Linked DNA regions of Gossypium hirsutum: region 2 is linked to region 1. A link is a contact called in public Hi-C data. All regions are on one chromosome and are shown on one strand. The core of a region is the stretch at or near the end of the contact, and the rest is flanking DNA. Distances in the headings are between cores, read along the strand shown. Region 1 holds the start of LOC107910503 (calcium-dependent protein kinase 11). Region 2 holds the start of LOC107910495 (protein SENSITIVE TO PROTON RHIZOTOXICITY 1).

Evidence for each region. A called contact is a pair of places that touch in the nucleus more often than the background predicts.
Region 2: a Hi-C map of leaf shows a contact between it and region 1, with 2.2 times the contacts expected there. The contact joins the promoter of LOC107910495 here to the promoter of LOC107910503 in region 1. A contact is called at or near these places in 5 of 34 Hi-C or Micro-C datasets (hypocotyl, leaf and seedling).

The regions. Positions count from the first base shown.
Region 1 is chrD02:9,290,051-9,294,434 of Gossypium_hirsutum_v2.1, reverse strand. LOC107910503 (calcium-dependent protein kinase 11) reads right to left here and starts at 2,298. Exons shown (of 7, transcript XM_016838358.2): 1 at 1,487-2,298; 2 at 693-836; 3 at 443-595; 4 at 193-308; 5 at 1-71. The coding sequence starts at 2,039.
Region 2 is chrD02:9,476,591-9,480,974 of Gossypium_hirsutum_v2.1, reverse strand. It overlaps LOC107910495 (protein SENSITIVE TO PROTON RHIZOTOXICITY 1), which reads right to left and starts at 1,722. Exons shown (of 2, transcript XM_016838348.2): 1 at 959-1,722; 2 at 1-451. The coding sequence starts at 425. It overlaps LOC121214596 (a long non-coding RNA gene), which reads left to right and starts at 1,595. Exons shown (of 3, transcript XR_005910165.1): 1 at 1,595-1,706; 2 at 2,730-2,804.

The DNA.
Region 1 (4,384 bases), core at 1,049-3,548:
TCCGTGTCGATCATTTTGAACAACTCTTTCAGACCACCTATTTCTTCCTCGGAGAGTCGTTCTGCTATGACCTGCAAAAGAATGTTGTTTTTTGTCTCCCCCCATTGTAAAAGAAAGTGAAATATAGGTAAAAAGGGGCAGCGTTTTCAAGCATGCCTATGTAAACACATCAAAAACAGGAGAATGACATACACGCAACGCCATCTTTTTAAGTTTGTTCATCGCCGAGAACTGCTTCAAGCGTGATAGCACGGCAGAATCTAGAGGTTTGTCTGGGGCAACTCTATCATCAACAATCCATGGGTGACCTGATGCATAAATCAACCTACTGTTGTGACTTCCACACATAAAAAAAGAAAGAAAGAAACGTAGGCATTGTCATTCCCTTGCTATTGCAAAGAAATCATAATTTGGATTGACATTAATATTTAAAATGACTTACATAAGACTTGATAAGCAGAAATTCTTGACTTAGGGTGCCTCTCAAGCATCTTTCGTATTAGATCTTTTGCACTTTCGGAGATGCTAGGCCATGGTTCGGATGTGAAGTCGAGTTTCCCATGTAAAATCTGTCTGAATATTCCTGATTCAGTTTCTACGAATCAAGAAGAAAAGTAAAAAAAAACAACTTAGGATATGAGAATATAAGAATTAGGACCAAGTGTTGAAGGATGTATGATATGATAAAATACCTGCCCAAAATGGTGGAACACCACTCAACAAAATGTAAAGGATAACACCTGCACTCCATATATCTATTTCTGGTCCATAATGCTTGCACAAAACCTCTGGTGCAACATAAAAGGGACTCCCAACAACATCAGCATAACGTTGTCCTGTACGATAGAAAACGTAAACCGGCATTAACTCTGAGAGGAAACGCCGCGAAAAACAGAGGGAAAATCACTAGTAAGTGCCACAGGTGTGAAGTTTCCCATCATTTAAAGAAGCCTAATGATTCTTCCTAGCACAAGAAATTTGAAAATGCCTTCATACAAGCAAGAAAAATTTGGTACCGAGGCACAACCTGATGTTCCAGCGATGCTGATCTTGACATCAGTATGGAGTTTTACAGAATATTATTGGTATAATCATATGTGTCCTCCCTCCGCTCATTTTACGGTTGAAGCCTAAACCTATTCGGGTCGGGGTATTCAGGTAAAGCCTCTCCATTCGTTTTTAGGCTCTGAGTCTAAACCTATTCAGATTAAGATATTCAAGTAAACCACTCCAACAATCTTAAAAATTGAGTTATCGTAAGGGAAACTTATCCCATAATATCTTAAAAACATTCAACATGATCAAACATAAATTTCTGAAGAACTTTGAGAGAATCAACCCAAACCTTTTTTTTCCTTTTAAAGAAAACCCAATTAAAAGGAAAGCACTAATCATGGAAACAACCAAAATCATAAGGTCAAAATCAATGGCTATTGTTTCAAAAATCAAAAGTAGCATATAAAGAAAAGAAACCCCAGGAACCAACCTGGTTTATAGAAGATAGACAAACCAAAATCTGTAGCCTTGAGGACGGCATCATCACCAGGAGAATCAAACAAGAAATTCTCAGGTTTGAGATCTCTATGCATAACCCCAAGAGAATGACAAGCCTCCACAACACCCACGATCGTTTTAATAAGCTTAGCAGCCTCTCTTTCACTGTAATGTCCTTTAGCCACAATCCTATCAAAAAGTTCACCGCCTAAACAAATCTCCATAACCAAGTGAACAAACACGGAATCTTCATAAGTCCCCTCGATCCGCACCACGCTCGGGTGCTCCGATAAATGGTGCATGATCTTGATCTCCCTCCAAACATCGTCGTAATCTTCACGGCATAAAAGTTTACGCTTTGGGATCGACTTACAAGCGAAAACGGTGCCAGTAGCCTTGTGAATACATTCATAGGTGGTGCCAAATTGGCCTTGCCCCAGCTTCTTCCCCACCACGTAATGGTCCCTTAGTCTTGGGGTTTCGTATGGCAAAACCCATCCTTTGGTTGCTGTTGTCGTCGGTATTGATGATGATTGATTATTCATTGTCACAAATATATCTCAAATAATGGGATCTGTTCTCTTTTCTCTTTGGAATACAACAAATGTAATAATTTATTCTATATATTCATTGGGTGGTGACTCAACGTCATCAAGCATGCATGAAAAGGAAAACGAAGCTCTAAACTTGATGCTTTTGGACTTTTTCTGTTTGTATAATTAGTAACTATTTGATGGCGGGTTTTTTTGGGTTATTATCTTATTTTTAGTAGCTGATTTGATAGAAGAAAAATCAAAAAAGGATATTTGTTAGCTCATTCGTTCATTCATATATGCACTGGGAATGTGAAAAGTTTTTTGCTGGTTTAATGTGCATGCTCCATTTCAATTCTATTTCTTCCATTTTTAACCACGTATTCATCCATTCTGTTTCACATGCAATACGTAAAAATAGCATAAATCATATTAATATATCATTATTACGACTTCAAGTTTTTTGATATATGTATGTATAATACTATGCAAATATAATTGCTCTATGCCTCTGCAAAAATATGCCACCTAAATTTTTTTTTCTTTATAATAAATATGTAGGAAAATGTTGGTCTCTCAAAGGATTTGGGATGGGGAAAACCAAAAAAATTTTAAATGGTATATTTTTATTATAATAAAAATGTAATTTTATTATTTTAATCGTTTATTTTTTATAATTTTTAAAAAATTAAATTAATTTTTTATATTTTTAAGGAGACAAAGTGCAATTTGATCATTACTATTTAAAATTTTATAAATTATAAAAAATTAAAAAAATTTCTATTTTAGAAAGATCAAGCCCCTGTTAGCCACAAACTTCACCCTTGATAAGAGAGGAGATAATAGTAGTACAAATGAGGCCGATTCACCTAGTCGGACGAAAAGTCAAAAGGTGTAAGTAAGTGAGGAGGGAGAGGAGGAAGCAATGAGCCGAAGAAGACAAGGTGTAGAAGACTTAGGGCATTAAGGTTGCTGAAGGAGTGAGGGATTTTATCCCTTGTTCATCTTTCTTCTGGATATTTATAGAAAAGTCTTCTATCTAATAGCACCACATTGATGACAATTCTAGGAAATGGTCATCAATGTGTGGTTGGTTAGGTGATAAGTTGGTAATTTGTGGATTGTCCCCAAATGTAATACTGTTTTAATATTCTCTTTACTATGGTAATAAAAGGTTGTTATACTTTAATAGTTTTCGATGACCCCTCTTGAAAATAAAAGCATTCCCACTAAAAACATGGTGAAGTAACGGATGGTCTATCTTCTCAGGCAGCTACTAATGATGCCACGTATCTCGGGCTCTCAGTTGGATAGGAGTATACCAGGTGTGATTCTCGTTGGTAACTAATCGTTATGGAAATTTGAGGATACAGCTGATGGTGCAACCCTAACATGGCCGCACCAGCAGTAGAACTGCTGTTGATGAATCTTCTCCCATCATCTCCATAACCATTATTGCAGTTGAACAAACAGTGGTAAAGAGAAAGGTGCAGATATTGATGAAGGAGCTGAAATGGTAGAGTCACTGCTAGAGAACTTGGCTGGGAAGTTGCCATTTTCCTGCGGCAGCTACGATGAAGCAGCCAGCCACTGGATGGTTTCACCATTGCATTCATGGTTTTCATCGTATATGAGGTAATAAATGTTTTGCAAATTTTATAAAATGAAGTGGATGGGAGCATTAGTGGCTAGCTAGTACAATAATAAAGTTGAAATTTCTTTGTCCACATGATTTTTTTTTAATTTGTATATGTTGTTGGGTGAAAGGGATGCATATGGCTGTGATTTGACTTTTGGGGTGAGATGTTGAAAGCTTGAGGAAAATGAACAACAGTGACTGTCCTTTTCTTTTAAATTCCGTTGTTCTTATCTTGTCCATCACTTGCTGAGCTAGGTTGATGGCTGATGATGATCACTATAAAGACTTATATATATATATAAATCATTAATGTATGTTATTATTTAAAGCAGAACATTTGGTTAGTAAATAAGACATGATATATTATTATTGATTAAAATAAAAGATAATAGAGGAATTATAAATAAATGGGTCATTAAACTATGGGTAAGCTTTCGTTTTAGTCACTTAGCTAAAAATAGTTACAATTTGGTCACTGAATTATTCAAAAGTTTTCATTTAAGTCACTGAACCATTCAAAAAATTTTATTTAAGTCACTGGGCTTTTAAGTTTTTCTTTTTCTTTTTTTTTAAAAAAAAAAGTGTTACCAACGAACTCCAAGCAACAATTTGATGATTGGTACCAGGATTAGAACCTATCAATGAATAGTAGAACATACATTAGATCCAAATTGATTTGATGGCTAGTCTCGGAGATCAAAGAAAAAAATTATTTGTC
Region 2 (4,384 bases), core at 473-2,972, 190 kb before region 1:
GCAGTGATGAGCTGCTGTTGCTGATCTACAAGTTCATCTGGTTGCCCCAAAACTTGACCCCCTCTCCCAATGATGGAATGCACCAGACCCTGAAGCTGATGGATCTTCTGCTCCAGGAATGACAGATTGTTTAGCATTGCACTTGGATCCCAATCTTGGACTTTGCTGGCTTGAAGCAACTCATTCATAATAGGGTCAGGGACCTTGATTTGGTTATTGGGGTTACACGGAAATGAAGATTTGGTTTGACAGTTTGGGTTGAATGCCTGGAAAGGAGGTTCAATCCTGGTGCTGTAATCTAATAGGGAAGGATCTTCCCATTTCTGCTGCTGATGGTGAGTTGTGAAATTAGTAAAACATGGGTGGGGGTGTTGTTGAGGATCTTTCTTTTGATGTTCAATAGATTGCCTGTCTCTATGATCCATTTTTAGGCCTTCTTACTACCTCAAAGCTGGAAAAAAAACATCACCAAATATTCAGCAAGATTAGTATTGTTCTGACCATAGAAGTACTCAAATTTTTAGTATAATCACGCAAGGAACCAAGATTCAAACTCCCACTCCCAAATTTACTCATAAAACCCACCAACCTCCTTTCTTTTCCACTATTAAATTGATTTTTTTTCACCTTTTTCCTTAGAATTGCAGAAAGATAGGAACTGGTTTTCTATATTCAAAAAATCCCATAACTCTTTTCCTTAGAATGAACTAAAATACCAAAAACTCATTTTGGAATTCAAGCAAGAGCCTTGCTAAAATCCCCTAAGCCAAATATATTATATCAAATCAAAGAAATAAACGGTAGCAGAAACAGGTGAAGCAAATAAACTTGAAAACAGCGCATCATTCTGCTAAATACCCAGAAAAGAAAAGAAAAGAAACGAAAAATCAAACTTTTAGATCTAACAAAGGTTTAAAAATTAAAACTTGAAGAAATAAAAAGAATAGGAGAGACATACCATATTCAAGATGAGCTCAGATGTTGTTAGTTTCATTCATGCATCTAAAGAGCCGGAGAAAGAAGAAGGAAAGGAAACTTAGGGTACCCAAATTTATCAGCAAAAATAAAAAAAGAAAATTACAGTTTTGGTATATTGGTAAGTGGGACAAAGATAAACAAGTCAACCCATCAATGAATCAATCTTTGATAGTTTGATTTGGGTTAAATTCCTTAGAAGGTCCTTATATTATAAATATTGAATCAAATTAGTCCCTCTATTATTAAATGGATCAATTTAATCCTTATACTATTAAAAAATTAAATAAATCCAAATTGTAATTAAAAAAATTTTATGTGATTTTTTAAATAATATAAAAATAAATGAATCCATTTAATAATAGAAATTTTCAATCCATCATGAAAAAGCTTGCAGGGGGAGGGGAGGGGGTGTTGGGGGGCAAAGGAGAGTGGAGGCTAGAAGGAAACAAAAGAGTGAAGGAAGGGGACCCCATTACAACAACAAACGTGATTCAAATTCTCTTTCTCTATGGATGAATGATGGATCAAACCATTCATGAACATCAAGAATGAACCATTTGACTTGCTTTCTTTCTTTCTTTCTCTTTTTTTATTTAGTTGGGAGTTGATTAAAGGAATCTTATAGGGGAGTGTGAAGTGGAAGGAAGGGTAGGGGGAAACAACGCAAGCTCCATCTCCCACGACCCCTTTTTCCTCTTTCTACCATCAAAGCATAAAGGTGGTGACGGGTGAGCATGTTGTGATTAATTTATAAAATTATATCATTTCTTTTAAATACTGTAATTTTTAGATTATTTAGAAAAATATAGTAGATTCTTTTTTCAGAAAGTGATCCTGTTATATCAAATAATGTGTCAGATTTTAAATTTTAAAATAATAATATTGACTTGGATTATCATATGTTAAGCAGGGTGAAATTAAGGGGCTCGTAAGGGTTCGATATCCCCTAAAATGAAAGAAATTTCATTTAGATCATTTAGTAAAAATAAAATTTCACTTTGGCCCCTCTAAAAATATAAAAATTTGATTTAATTTTTTAAAAATTATTAAAATGGTGAAATTGCATGTTTGTTATCGTAAAAATTATAATTTAATTTTGGTCCCCCTAAAAAAATTTCTAATTTCGCCCTTGATGTCAAGTGAGTTAATTCGTGATAATTCAACTTGATTAGGAAAATGTAAAATATGTTGTGTGCACAATGAACTTGTCACCTGATATGGCGAGATCACTTTTAGAAGAAAAAAGCTATCGTATTTTGCTAACTAATCTAAGCATTGTGTTTTTTAAAATGCAATATTGTCATAATAAATTGGAGCATGTTGATTAGGCTATCTTTTTAACTAAAATTGGTAATTTAAAATTGTTATTTTTTTAAAAGGAAGTTTATCAATTCATTCCATGAATGGGACTATACAATTTGAGAGGAAAAAAAAATAACAAACACCCATAGTAGACGATGAAAAACAAACACCATCAACACAACAAATGCTTCACCTCAGTATTAATAGAACATTATGGTCTGTCAACAATTAACTTTGTTATAGTAGTCTTGCTACTGTGAAAAGATATGCTAGGCATGCTCAATTGGGTGAAATTTTTGAATTAGATCGTGATACTTTGAAATCCGGTAATGTTTTTCGTAACAGTCCGAGGGGTTAGTTTACTTTTGGGCATGCTTCATTTGCCTTGCTTTTCTTCTTCAGACACATTTGAACCTTGTTCGGTGATGTTTTTGCCGATATTGATCCAGATTTGGATGCTGAAGTGAAATTTGGAGCATTCCAAAAACTTGGAGATCCAACTACAAGAAGACAAGTAGTCTGATGTAAGATTGCTTTGTTATTTTTCGCTTCTATTCATGATTTGTCATAGGCTACTAGAAAAATAACTCAAGCATGACATATTTGGAGTGATTGCAATCATTTAATACAATAAAGAAAATAGCCTTAGATGATCCAAAGTGGTTGGAAAAAAATTGATAAAATAATCGAGCATCCACTGAATTAGAGAGTATGATGACAAAACCATCCATAAAATCACTTGCAAAAGCAAGACTACATGCATAAATAATATTACAAATCATGCTACAAGAGCAGACAAAAACTTGTAAAAGTGAAGACTTATTAAACGATGGAAAACAAACAAATATATATAAAACTTAAGACAATACGGGTCTAAACCCACTAGTGAGATCATTTATTATTCTGAAATACTTTCAAAACAAAAGAGATTAAGAAACCGATGAAAAGGCACCTACTTTCCAAGAAAAAATGTTGGTGGCTAGTGGAGTTTCAGGGAGGACAGACAACATCATTTGTCCATCATAACTTGTGAAAACATAAAGATACCCACAAAATATATAGCAAGCTAAAAAGAGAGAATACACGTGTAAAGTGATGTGAGATGAAAAAAAAATTGGTGAGAGGGAGGGAGAAAAAGACCAACAAAAACCAACTCGAAAACTAATACCACCACTGAGCAAAACAAAAAATAAAAACAAGAATATTTAAATTTATTTTTTTATTATAACATTTAAAATTATAAATTAAAAACAAAAAAATTTCAAAAATTTTGGATTGAAGAAGTTACTTTCAATCTTTTCTCTATCATTCTCCAATTTGTTTGCATATAATTTAACTTTTTTGATAAAGGAAATAAAGAACGACACTAGGATGCAGTTTGGCCCCAATACTAGTTACAACCAATAAGGTTGTCATGTTGCAAAACCCTACACATTAGGAGTAACTGTTGATTTTTGCAACCATATTCACAATATTTACAAATTTAATTTTATATAAAATAAACATTTTAAATCGTACCAAATGCCCTTTATTTTCTGTTTTCGTTTCCCTTATATGTGTTTTTGTTGAAGTATATCCAACGATGATTACATTTTTTATTCACATTAATTTAAATTTTATCATCTAACCTTATATTGGAAAAGCAATTCCTAATTGTTCACATCTTTGTATTTATGAGCCAAACAAATAGTGGCAACAATCAACATGCCCACAATTATTGAAAGTCTTGGACATATCCCCAATAGAAAAAAAACAAAAACAAAGAGTGGTCCAAAATGTAGGCCCCCATCTCAAATTCCTACCCCCTAGTTGGCTAGTTGGTGGAGATGAATGAGCCTTTGTAGAAACTTCCCATGCCATTTCTTTTATTATAAGATTATTTTGTTGTTTTGTCTAAAAATATTTATTTTTACACACATGGTCCTAATTTATTAATCACATTAACTTTTTAAGGGATGTAGTTTGCCCCCTAACTTTGTCCAAAATTTTATACTTTTTAAAATTAATTTATATTTTTAAAAGATTTTTAACTTTCACCATGTGTTATACTGAGAAGCCGCCACATGTCACTATAGGATTTGTCATCAGTACTACATCAGCACGA